Regions from separate parts of the Mus musculus genome. Here all the other regions are linked to region 1. Evidence: chromatin contacts called from public ChIA-PET data. All regions are on one chromosome and are shown on one strand. Each heading gives the region's core, a stretch centred on a gene start, on an enhancer-like site or on the middle of the called end of the contact. The rest is flanking DNA. Distances are from core to core; before and after follow the strand shown.

Region 1 (3,839 bases), core at 451-2,950:
CTGGGTCCTCTTACCAGAGCAGCAAGTGCTCTTGACAGCTCGTCTAGCTCTTCGTCATATTGACTTTTGAGACACTGCCTTGTTATTGAGCCCAGGCTGGCCTTCCAAGTACTCGAACCACAGCAGGTTCTAAATTCTGCTTTTATAAATAAAAAGTGATTGCATATATTTAATACTTTCAAGAATTAGTTTGTATCAGGGTGACTGGCTGTACCTAAGGTAAATCTGCACATTCTTGGTGCCAAGAACATAGTCACTTAGCAAAGCTACCTTTGCTGTACATGCTGACAAAACCCACCAACCTGAGAGGTCACCACTTAGATAGGTGAGTGTGAACCTAGCCGACTTCTCTCTGTAAAGCTAAAACAGCAGCAGTCAGCCTGAGTCTCCTTCTCACCTCCCTCTTACGTTCTGGGGGTCCTGCTTTTGTTCTCAGATCACCCTGCTTTCTGACCTTGGTTAAGGCTGACTACTCAAGGAGCGCACACAGGAGGATGATTATAACCACGGCTGACAGGAGGCAGGAGGACAAGTTGGGGACTTTGTTGCTATATGGAGAGGAGAGCTGGTGCTTATTTTCAATTCTGAGTTTTTAATGCTTGGTTCATTGAAGGCGCTTTGCTGTGATACTCCCCAGCTCCCTTCAGTATGAGGAAATGGATTCATTACCTGGGCTGACAAAGATCCCAAAGCTAATTTCTGCCTCTGTCCTTCCCCTCATGGGTTCGCGTGGCACAGTGCTCCCTTTGTTCTGAGTGACTCACTTAGGTTTTCTTTAAGGTGATTTCCCCTTCCCCTTCCCCACACCAGCTCTCTCAAGGCATGAAAGATAACTTTCTACTGGAGTTTTGACTACCTGATCCTTCCTATAGAGCATTTCTTGTGAGGCAGTGTGCTCTCCCAGCTTCTTCAAGAGGAAATTGTTCCCCTGGTGGCAGGTCTGACTGTCCTGCTCTGTAATCACACAATGAAAGGTTCTTTTATAGTGTCCTGCGCTGGTGGCAGAGATAAAGCTGCTTTGAGGGCTGTAAGCTGAGACCCTTCAAGAGTGAGCAGTGCACACAAGCTTATCTCAGTGTTTCCTGACTCACTGGTGTGTGTCTAGGTTTCGAGCTTGCTGCTCTGCTGACAGACCTGCTGGATATTTTGTTGGCCCTCTTTCCAGTGTGATGCTGATACTGATCTTTAAATGCCTACTGAGGTTTTAAAATAACTTCTGTGTTGAATATCAATTTCTCTGTAGATTCCACCTAGTGTTTCTAAAAACAGGCTTTTGGGTACGTTTTCTTCACACTTGCTTGCGTCACACTCTGTAGTAGTTGTTCCCACAGAAACCCTGTGAGGAAGTATTGCCAGCTGGTAGAACCTTCTGCTTCAGATTCTGGTGATGCGTGGGTGATCGGGGTCCTTGATTGGCTGGGTGCATTTCCTCTGTTGTGTCATTATTTAATTTTTTTGTGATTGATTACAAACGGAATTCACTCATTAGTATTCATAAGTCACAAAGGAATTGCCTGTTTTATTTTGTTTATATTAGATTTTAGAAATTATGAGTATATTGAGCTCTGATGAGTAGAAGTGTTAACTTTTAAACTTCAGGAGAGACCACATCATTTAGTCGCCTGTTTACTGACTGTTTTACTGCATGGGTGTTGTGGGAACACAGAGAAGACTCAGATGTGGTTTTCTGATCACCCAGAGCTGAGTTATGCAGCGAAGCAGTGCCTCACTTGGAGAACCCAGGCCTGAAGGGTAACAGTCAGACGGTCTGTGCTGAGCATTTGCTAGAACAAGGAAAATAGACCTTCTGGTAAGACGGTGTCTGCACACCAGAAAGCCTTTATAATGATATAGAGGAACAAAGCTTAGATTTTGAAGAAATTCTCATTGTTAGTAAGAAATGATTATAATGGAGCAGGATTGCTTTTAAACATAGTCATTTTATTAGGCTTTAAGTCCTGTGGAGCGTCTCATGTAAACAAAATGGAATTAGAGTCTTCCAGCTGGAGACAGTCCCAACATTATAAGAAATGGTTCTGTTTTAAACTCGGAATTTAAATTAAGGCTTACTATTTTATAGTATACTGTCAAACCAAAATTAGACATTTATAGACTGCTAGTTTATCTGATGGTAAGCTATAGATGCCTGGAGACATAGCAAGTAGCTGTTCTCCCCTGTGGACTTGTGACCTGTAAATCTGTAAAACATTGCTAATTTGCTTTAGGGTTTTATAAAAAGTCAGAAGTAGAATATGTTAAATTTAAAGGGCAGTGTCATGTTTAATTTTAAGATTAGAAATCAGTATCTTCTTTTTATTTCACTTTAGCTTTGGTTTCCTTCAGGGTCCCTGAGAGCTGTGTATGCTGGCTTGTGCCTGTAATCCTAGTACTTGGAGGCTGAGGCAGGAGGATCATCAGAGAGTCAAGGCCAGCTTCAGCTATGTAGTGAGTTTCAAGCCAGCCTGAACTGTAAATGAGACCCTGGCTCAATTAAATATAATAATAAAATATCCGGGGAGAATTTTTGTTTTTTTCCTCGAGATAGGGTTTCTCTGTATAGCCCTATCTGTCCTGAAACTCACTTTGTAGACCAGGCTGGGCCTGAACTCAGAAATCCACCTGCCTCTGCCTCCCAAGTGCTGGGATTAAAGGTGTGTGCCACCACCACCCGGGGAGAATTTATTTTTTATGTTAAAGTTTGTTTGTTTGTTTGTTTTTTTAAAAAAACTGGAAAATAACACTTTTTGACCCTTAGAAACTCAGTTTCTAATGAAATGCTTATATTTTCAGATGACCTTTTCATTTTAAAAACGAAATTGAGAAGTTTTGGGTTCAGTGCTTTCTGCCAGGGTTAATCCCTGGGACCCATGTAGTGGAAGGAGAGAGTGGACTCCCACAGTCTGTCCTCTGACCTCCATTGGCACCCCATACACATACATATACACCAATGAATACATTTGGTTTCTGACCATTTCTTACCACTGTTACCTGCTTTCTGATGCTATGTGTCACCTTGTTCTGGTTATCTACTGAGAGGGTGTCAGCAGGTGCTTGTGTTTTGCTAGGGTTGTGGTCTGCTGGAGAAGACCACCCACCAGGCAAACGTGGGACTGCTTTAGTTGTATGATGTGCTGTTTATTTATGCCATTTGAAGGGAGTTAGCATAAAGAAGCAGTGGGAAAGCGATGTCTGCTGAAGGAGAAGATAGTGGGCTTCTGCAGGCCCTCACGGAAACCCTCTGTGAACAGCGTTCGTTTTTATTAAAGTATGCCACAATATCAGTACTCCATTTTAGGGAAAAGGCTATTTTTTTTGTCCTTATTTTCTCTGCTCTGAAATGCCTTCATAATAACCTATTATTTTTGTAATGATAGAAATACTTGACAAAAAAAAGCTTAAGCTGAAGGACATAGCATATTATTCTGAAATAGTTTTTAAAAATTCATCAAGTACTGCTTTGTTGGTCTCTGATTCTGTGTGTATCACTCTTTATAGCAGATACACACTGAGTACACTCTTCATAACAGATACCCTCTCTTTAGAACAGACAGCTCATATTGAACTAAATTAGTTATAGATAATTGGTCTGTTCTGAACTTGGTATTTAACTCATTTAAACTCAATCACCGATGAGGCAAGTGCCCTTAGCATCTAGAGGAAGAAAATGAGACTGCTCATTCTGGTGTGTCTTGATGTATGTAGAACACTAACCCAGTCACTGCTGAGGTGAGCAAGTTTCTGGGTAAGCAGATCTGAGACACTGTAGCGCAGCTTCCCTGTTTTCGTACTGTGAGCTGTGGAGGCACAGTGAACAGATACAGTTTATATAGTCTGGATTT
Region 2 (3,839 bases), core at 757-3,256, 650 kb after region 1:
CATTTTCTCTAGTAAGCCAACCACAGCCTGGTGGAGGGGGTGGTGCAGTCAGTGGGAACTGAACCTCTAGGGGGCAATTTCATTATGTGAACCAGAGGGTCCCTCCTAGCCTCCGCTTTCTGACATGCAGAGGCGTTGCTTTCGAATGCACTTCTGTGTGATCTAACCATGCTCTTTAAAAGCTTTAAGTGAAAGAACATAGCTTCTAAAACAACAAAAAACAACATTCAGTAATAATAATAATAATAATAAAATTCAGTGCGATGCATCTGTCTGTGTTCCAGAATAGTGAATGGAAGACAAGCGAGCTCTGGGGACACTACACTTACCTACACCCACTGGTGGGTTTACAGTGATGCATGCACCCATGAAAGTCACTCCACACATGCTACTGCACATATAGCTCAACTTAAAATTACAGATGGATTTGAAAACTAAGCACAGGACAAGCTACGTCTCCCCTCAGAGGAAGACTCTGCAGAGGTCGCATCTTCTCCGTAGATACGTACATGCGTGCTGCAAGATCCACTCGAATCTAAATTCTGAAAATCATAACTGATCACAAGCTGTTCCCTCTGCCAAAAAGCAAAGGTGTTGTCACATGTCATCTCATTCATAACAGATGGAAATGACAAACACAAGTATTTTAGGAGGAAGACTGACAAGGAGATCTTGGCAAGGGGATTTCTCATCTTTTGTTCATTTTGATCATCGTGGTAAAAAACGATTGTTGTTCAAACATTTCACCCCTGCCCCGGACCTCACAGGAGGCCACCCTGCCCTACACAGACACTGGGTTTCAGCACACGATTTGCTTGCCCAGTAAAGATGTTACATGACATAAGCAATCTTTAGTATGAGTTTGTGCATTTAGCCTCTTTTCAAAAATTCTGGCGTATTTAAATTCTCTACTCTATTCCCCCCACATTCAAATCCAGTGATCTTCTGAGGTCTCCTGCATTCGTGCTAAAGTACTGGCTGAAGAGTCTCAGTTGGCAGAATCTTATCTGACATACACGAACTCCTGGGTCCAGACAGCAGCACCTCGCAACACCCGCTCAGCAATGCACACCCTAATCTCAGTGCTCACGATGGAGGCAACAGCATCAGAAATCAATACACAAGGAAGTTCAAGGCTGAACCACGACACTTAAAGCCTTCCTTTAAATAAATAAATAAATAAATATAAATAAATAAATAAATAAATAAATAAATAAATGGATGAATAAATGAATGAATAAAAGCAATGTCTGTTGCCACCAAGCCTGACCGCCTGAGTTAACTCTCCACAGTGTCATCTGGCAAACACACAGTCAGGCAGCTGCCAGAACAATGCCTGACTCGACTCCAGAGGACTCCAGACAGAGCTGGGGTGAGGAAGGGACACCTCAGGGACATCCCATGGGAGCAGGGAAGGGGGCGGCATTTTCAGAAGATATTCTGTGTTACAGGCATTAGCGCTGTTCCGATACCCGAGTCCATCTCTTATTGAGCCAGCACAGCCAACCTTCCTCAGTCCAGACCTGCCACCAGAAAGCCTGCCTGTCACTGATCCTCGGCGATGGGTCCTCCTGCAGCTTCTTAACTGCTTGGCGCCTTGGGTTCATCACCTGCAGACTTATCCTGGTGTTCAAGGCCACAACCAAAACTTCTTTCTTTGACTCTGCTCTCCAAGTTACTTAGTTTCCAGAGTCCAAGCAGCAGAGAGAAGCAGAGCACGTGTCTCCTCTGGGAGCGAGGCATGTCCCTGACGATGCTGACACTGCCCTGCAGGCCAAGGGGTGGCCTTGTGACCAACATCACAAATAGGGGTGGAGTGGAGGGCACTCTACCAATGCCAGTGACAATAGGGTAGCAATGTTTCAGTCCAGGACAGATTGCATACATCACACATACAATACTGGCACCAGGGTTGCACTACCTGGTGACTTCACGGCCATCTTCCTTTGTGTGAGACCTTCATGATGTTCCCACCGCAAGAGAAGGCAGGGCTTGACTACAGTGCTTACCAGCCAAGCGAGGGGGAAGGGTGTCAGCTGGGTGTAAGCATTTCTCGTTGATGCTTTCCCCTCTGTGTGCTACACAAAATACGTTCTATTTTATGAAGTGAGCAACATGTATGAACGAACCCTCCATGAGCACAGTATAGTTTGTTGTTTGCACTTTGAACTCTTGATCTGCATGCTCCTACCTCCCAAGAGCTAGGATTGCGGGGTGCACTACCAACCAGGGTCCTCAGTATCTTAACAATATCAATCTTACGGATCTTAGATCAGCAACACCTGAAATCTGCAGCTCTGCTGCATTCATAACTGACCTCAAAATGAGGAAGTCAGAACCGGGCATAAACAGCTACTTGCCCCCAAGTACTGGTGATTGACAAGAGGTACAGGTGTCCTAGATGAGCAAACGGTCGAGGAATGCTAAAAGCCTGGAGTCCCCTTTATAAAGTCCCCAAGGAAAATGGACAGACAGTGAAAGGCCACTATGAGGGCTGGTGAGATGGCTCAGCGGGTAAGAGCACTGACTGCTCAAATCCTAAGTTCAAATATCAGCAACCACATGGTGGCTCACAACCACCTGTAATGAGATCTGATGCCCTCTTCTGGTGTGTCTGAAGACAGCTACAGTGTACTTATTTATAATAATAAATAAATTTTGGGGCCAGAGCGAGCAGGGACTGAGCGAGCAGAGTTGATAGAGCGAGCAGAGGTCCTAAATTCAATTCCGAACAACCACATGAAGGCTCACAACCATCTGTACAGCTACAGTGTACTTACATTCATAAAATAATTAATAAATAAATAAATCTTAAAAAAAAAAAAAAAGGCCGCTACGAGTTTTTCATGCATCCCATCTGGCAAGCAATGCCCAAATTCTGTATGCAGACTTTAAGCATCAGTTTTAATCAGCCCCACCCAGATTGAACATCAATTCCTAGGACCTTAAGATTCCAAATGAACGTGAAGCTACAGCAGTTTAAACAGGAAGCCAAGGTCTTCCATATGTCTGTCTGTTTGTCCTACCCATCCCATCTCTCTTTCTTTCTGTTTCTCTCTGCTCTGTCTGTCACACACACACACACACACACACACACACACACACACACACACACACATATATTCAAGAATAGCTAATCCAGAAAGATAAACACCCGCGGCGTTCTAGTGATGAGGAGGCGGAAGGCAGGTAGGAGAGCTGGTGGACCAGAGAGGCCTTGGTAGAGACAAGAATGGATGTGATTCAGCAACACAGCCCCCAGCTGCCCGAGCCTCCAGGTCTCCTTCTGCTTAATAAAAAACACTGCAGTAATGAGCTGGGTGTACGTGATGGTGTACACCTTTAATCCTAGCACTGTGGAGTCAGAGGCAAGTGAAGTCCAGGCCAATCTGGTCTACTGATTGAGTTTAGGCCAGCCAGAGCCGCATAGTGACAGTCTCTAAATAAATAAATTGATCTTCAATTATATATTACTGTAATTTTTAAAATAATGTGTGATAACGTGACCACTAAACAAACAGGGATGGAAATACCAGAGAGTCAGAAGTCACCTTCTTAGAAGATGCATAATAGTATTAACCCTATTATACACTGGCACACACCTTTAATTCTAGTGTATAAGGGTGGAGGCAGGGGGATTAGAAATCATCTGACCAATTTAAAAAAAAAAAAAAAAAAGCCTGCCTGTCACTAATCCCAGCACTTGGGAGGCAGAGGCAGGCAGATTTCTGAGTTCAAGGCCAGCCTGGTCTACAAAGTGAGTTCCAGGACAGCCTGAGCTATACAGAGAAATAACAAAAATAAATAAATAAATAAATAAATAAATAAATAAATAGTCT
Region 3 (3,839 bases), core at 888-3,387, 540 kb after region 1:
TTATGCCCAACACGCAACAGTGAGGGAAGTACAACAACAGCAGTAGGTGCTCATCTCACAAAAGGAAAAGGATTTAGAGCAAGCCTGCAACCGAGTTACACGTATACCTCCAACTCCTTCATTAGGCCTGCTTCTTACCTCCAGGAGTTTTTTCTTGGCTCCAATCTCTTAATTATTGTGCTGGTTAGATTTCTGTCAATTTGACACAGATTGGAGTCATCTGGGAAGACAGAATCTCAGTGGAGGAACTGCATAAATCAGATTGGCCCACTGTGGCCGTTTGAATATGCTTGGCTCAGAGAGTAAGACTATTAGGAGGTAAGGCCTTGTTAGAGTGAGTGTGGCCTGGTTAGAGGAAGTGTGTTACTGTGGGGGTGGGCATGAGACCCTTCTCCTAACCACGTGGGAGCCAGTCTTCTATCAGCCTTCAGATCCTCCTGCACCATGCCTGCCTGGACACTGCCATGCTCCAGCCTTGATAACAATGGATTGAATCTCTGAACCAAACCGGACCCAACTAAATGTCATCCTTATAAGAATTGCCAAGGCCATGGTGTCTGTTCACAGCAGTAAAACCCAAACTAAGACATTCATAGACATGCCTTAGACAAGCCTTCTTCATGGAAAATTGACATAAAAAGGCCTAGCCTAGTGTGGGCAGTTGTTGTGGAATAATAATAATCATAATCATAATAAATCCATGCTATTGGTGGAAAGGCACCAACGGGCTGGCCGGCCAAGCACTGGTGGGCAATGGCCAGACTGTTAGCATCTTGTGGAGACTTTCTGACTCAAAGCTCCGAAATCTCTCCACCCAGCTTGCTAAGTTCCCACTGGCCGGTTGCTACCACACCAGCCTCATGCTTCAAAACTCCCATGGCCTTTTGTGGTGCACTTCTGGGAAACCTACAATGTGCTGCCGCTATACCTTTCTCTCTGGAACCCAGTCAAGCCACGGCGTAAAGGAAAACACCACACAAACTTAGTTCAGAATCAATGGTAACTCAATCACTGGGCACACCAACTAGAACCCTAATCTTGTAAGCCATATTAAATCTAAATCCTCCGGCCTCAAATCCTAGTGGATTCATCATCTAAACCAGGAGAAACTAGTAGCTACATCTTGTCCTCTCGATGTCCCTGTCCAATCACTCTCCTGCCTCCTCTCTTCCTCTCTCCAACCAGTAAGCCCTGCCTGCTTGCCCAGTGATTGGTCTCTTTATTCATTAGGGGAGGGTTCATAAGAAGTCACCTGAGTACAGGACTCATCCCTCGTTCCAGACATCCCTTCCTGGGAAAGTGGAATTAACATCAAAATACAAACAGCACCAGGGCCATTCACAACAGGAAGTGCCATCCCTGGGCAGCTCCTGGGATGTATAAGAAAACAGTCTGAGCAAGCCATGGGGACAAGCACTCCTCTATGGTCCCTACCTCACTTATTGCTCACTTACTGCCTGCCTTCAGGTTCCTGCTCCGGTGAAGGACTGTACTCAGGACATCTATCTCAAACACACACTTTCTTCTCCCAGATGCTTTGGGTCATGGTCTTAAGCACAGCCATAGACACAGCAACTGTCCGTAAGAAACGGCCAGTAGCTGCTTTCGCCAAACATGGCCTGCTCTCAACGACCTCTTTATCTCACCTATAGCTCTTTGAGTTTAACCTGTAGAATTACTTTTTAAACTTTGTGGGCTTCTTTTTTTTTGTGTCGCCCTCAATTTTTAACTGTGTGTTCATGTGAGAAGGGACATTTGCACACGAGAGCAGCACCCAAGGAGGCCAGAAGAGCCCCAGAAGATCTGGAGATACAGGAGTCCATCAGGGGCTCAATATAGGTGCTGGAAAAGGAACTCAGGACGTCTACAGAAACAGGAAACACTTTTAACCTCCAGCCCTCTCTATAGCTCCTGTAGGTTTCTATATATCAGGTTCTAACTTCCTTCTTAGACCAAAGCCACACCATTTATTTACTTTAAAGTTTATCTTGACTTTAAGCTACCGGTAAGGAGCCTGTGGCAGTTCTAGATGCGCTGCTGTCCAGTAAAGAATTTAAGCTGTATCTGTATGGCCTTCAGGATCCTCACTGTCTACCCGTGAGGCCCACGAGACATGCCCTTGAGTGTTACTAAGGCATCACAGAAGGATTTACAGCCACACCCTTGGCTTCCTCTTCATCCCCACCCACACTTCGCTGGCAGCACCCTGGCCTGTGCTTTTGACCTGAAGCCTGTTCCTTCGTTGAGAGATTTCAGCTGGAATGGCAGTCCTAGCCTCCCTAGCTTCCCCAAATTTGCTCCAGAGTGGAACAGTGCCTTCTTTAGCTCGTTGCTCTTCTTTTCTTCAGTGCGTTGCCTGGAGATTGCTTTAGACAGGACAATCTCTGTCACTGTCGTGTCATCACAGACATTGGCCTCTGTATTGCCCGTGATGATCTCAGGCATGGTTTCCTCAGGAGGTTTCCTCCCTGTGTCCCAGGACGCCATCTTCTCAACGTTCCTCAGCTTCTGGCTTCTGAGGGCCCCAAAGCAAAAGCCACCGGTCTCCGTCTTCCCTCACCTTCAATACTTCCAGCCAGGTATCCCCTGCCTTCCCAAGGATGCCCCAGAAAACACTGCTGCTGTTTCAGTCCTGTGTGCTCACTCCCCGATAAGTGAGTCTGAGCTGGTCTGTGATTCATGCTAAGAAACGGAGTGTGGTCGAAGTAGGTTGCCTGAGTTTGAAAGTGCTCTCTCAGAATGCTGCCAGTGGCTCCTCCTTTCCTAAGCACTCACTTCTGGGACTCTTGAGCACCTTGTAAGACTTCCAGCTACCCCACTGGAGAAGCCAGTTGTTCCGATACAGAAAGGTACACAGACATCATGGGGAGAGAGAAAGAGCCAGTACTACCCAGTCAGCCTCCTGATGATCCCAGACACCCATTCCTAACCACCATTGCCTGAGAATTATAAGAAAGAGCAGTGACAGATGCCCTTGATAGTCACCTGGGGCTCCCAGAACCACAGAGATAAGAAAAGGGTGTTTGTCTGTTTTGGTTTGACTTGAATTGCAATTTCTTGTTTGTCTTTGTTATTTCTTCACCTTTTAAAGATTTTTAAAGTTGTGTGTGTGTGTGTGTGTGTGTGTGTGTGTGAATGTCTTTATGTGGGTGGGCACCTGTGAGTGCAGGAACCCAAGGAGGCCAGAAGAGGCCATCAGATTTGCTGGAGTTGGAGTTCTAGGGGCTTTTGAGCTCCCTGCTGTGAGTGCTTGAATCCAAACTCAGATCTATAGATGCTCTTAACCACGGTGGTGGTTTGAATATGCTTGGCCCATGGAGTGGCACTACTAGGAGGTGTGGCCTTGTTGGAGGAAGTGTGTCGCTGTGCGGGTGGGCTTTGAGACTCTCCTCCCAGTGCCTGGAAATCATTCTTCTCCAGTTTGCCTTTGGAACAAGATGTAGAACTCTCAGCTCCTCCAGGGCCATGCCTGCACACTGCCATGCTCCCACCTTGACGAGAATTGAATGAACTTCTAAATTGTAAGGCAGACCCAATTAAGTGTTGTTTTGTCCTTTATAAAGAGTTGCCTTGGACGTGGTGTGTGTTCACAGAGTTGCTCTTCCTCACTCTACACTGAGGCTGCTTTAAACTGGCAAGTTTGGGTGCAGTTTGCTAGGCAGTAACACATAAAACAGTCTAGAGGGCTGGAGAGATGGCTCAGTGGTTAAGAGCACTGACTGCTCTTCTGAAGGTCCTGAGCATTCAAACCCCAGCAACCACATAGTGGCTCACAACCATCCATAATGAGATCCGACTCCCTCTTCTGGAGAGTCTGAAGACAGCTACAGTGTACTTTA

What was found. ChIA-PET counts read pairs in DNA pulled down with a chosen protein or histone mark.
Region 2: a contact with region 1 is called in an RNA polymerase II ChIA-PET map of memory CD8 T cells, with 185 read pairs. The contact joins two enhancer-like sites. A contact is called at or near these places in 1 of 484 Hi-C or Micro-C datasets (cortical neurons) and 2 of 115 datasets of contacts at active chromatin or transcription factors (effector CD8 T cells and memory CD8 T cells).
Region 3: a contact with region 1 is called in an RNA polymerase II ChIA-PET map of memory CD8 T cells, with 50 read pairs. The contact joins two enhancer-like sites. A contact is called at or near these places in 4 of 15 datasets of contacts at CTCF or cohesin (the NIH/3T3 cell line, large pre-B cells, pro-B cells and 1 more), 39 of 484 Hi-C or Micro-C datasets (the G1E-ER4 cell line, the MC38 cell line, the N1E-115 cell line and 23 more), 21 of 115 datasets of contacts at active chromatin or transcription factors (the HPC-7 cell line, the NIH/3T3 cell line, T-cell acute lymphoblastic leukemia and 16 more) and 4 of 9 other capture datasets (adipose tissue, embryonic tail, embryonic trunk and 1 more).

Annotation. Positions count from the first base shown.
Region 1 is chr17:84,417,367-84,421,205 of GRCm38.p6, reverse strand. All of the region lies in intron 21 of Thada (thyroid adenoma associated), which reads left to right. Among named protein-coding and RNA genes, the nearest start is that of Gm24722, 28 kb to the right of the region's middle. Within about 2 kb of position 1,700, at least 124 of the 459 cell types and tissues checked have an H3K27ac peak or open chromatin away from gene starts, as enhancers often do. A contact at or near this core is called in the HPC-7 cell line, memory CD8 T cells and regulatory T cells, where this site is marked.
Region 2 is chr17:83,769,043-83,772,881 of GRCm38.p6, reverse strand. All of the region lies in intron 8 of Mta3 (metastasis associated 3), which reads right to left. Gm46597 (predicted gene, 46597) reads left to right here. Exons shown (of 3, transcript NR_168497.1): 2 at 1-11; 3 at 939-1,243. Among named protein-coding and RNA genes, the nearest start is that of Gm46597, 7.0 kb to the left of the region's middle. Within about 2 kb of position 2,006, at least 16 of the 459 cell types and tissues checked have an H3K27ac peak or open chromatin away from gene starts, as enhancers often do. A contact at or near this core is called in memory CD8 T cells, where this site is marked.
Region 3 is chr17:83,878,694-83,882,532 of GRCm38.p6, reverse strand. No RefSeq gene overlaps it. Among named protein-coding and RNA genes, the nearest start is that of Gm35125, 5.9 kb to the right of the region's middle. Within about 2 kb of position 2,137, at least 33 of the 459 cell types and tissues checked have an H3K27ac peak or open chromatin away from gene starts, as enhancers often do. A contact at or near this core is called in the HPC-7 cell line, memory CD8 T cells and regulatory T cells, where this site is marked.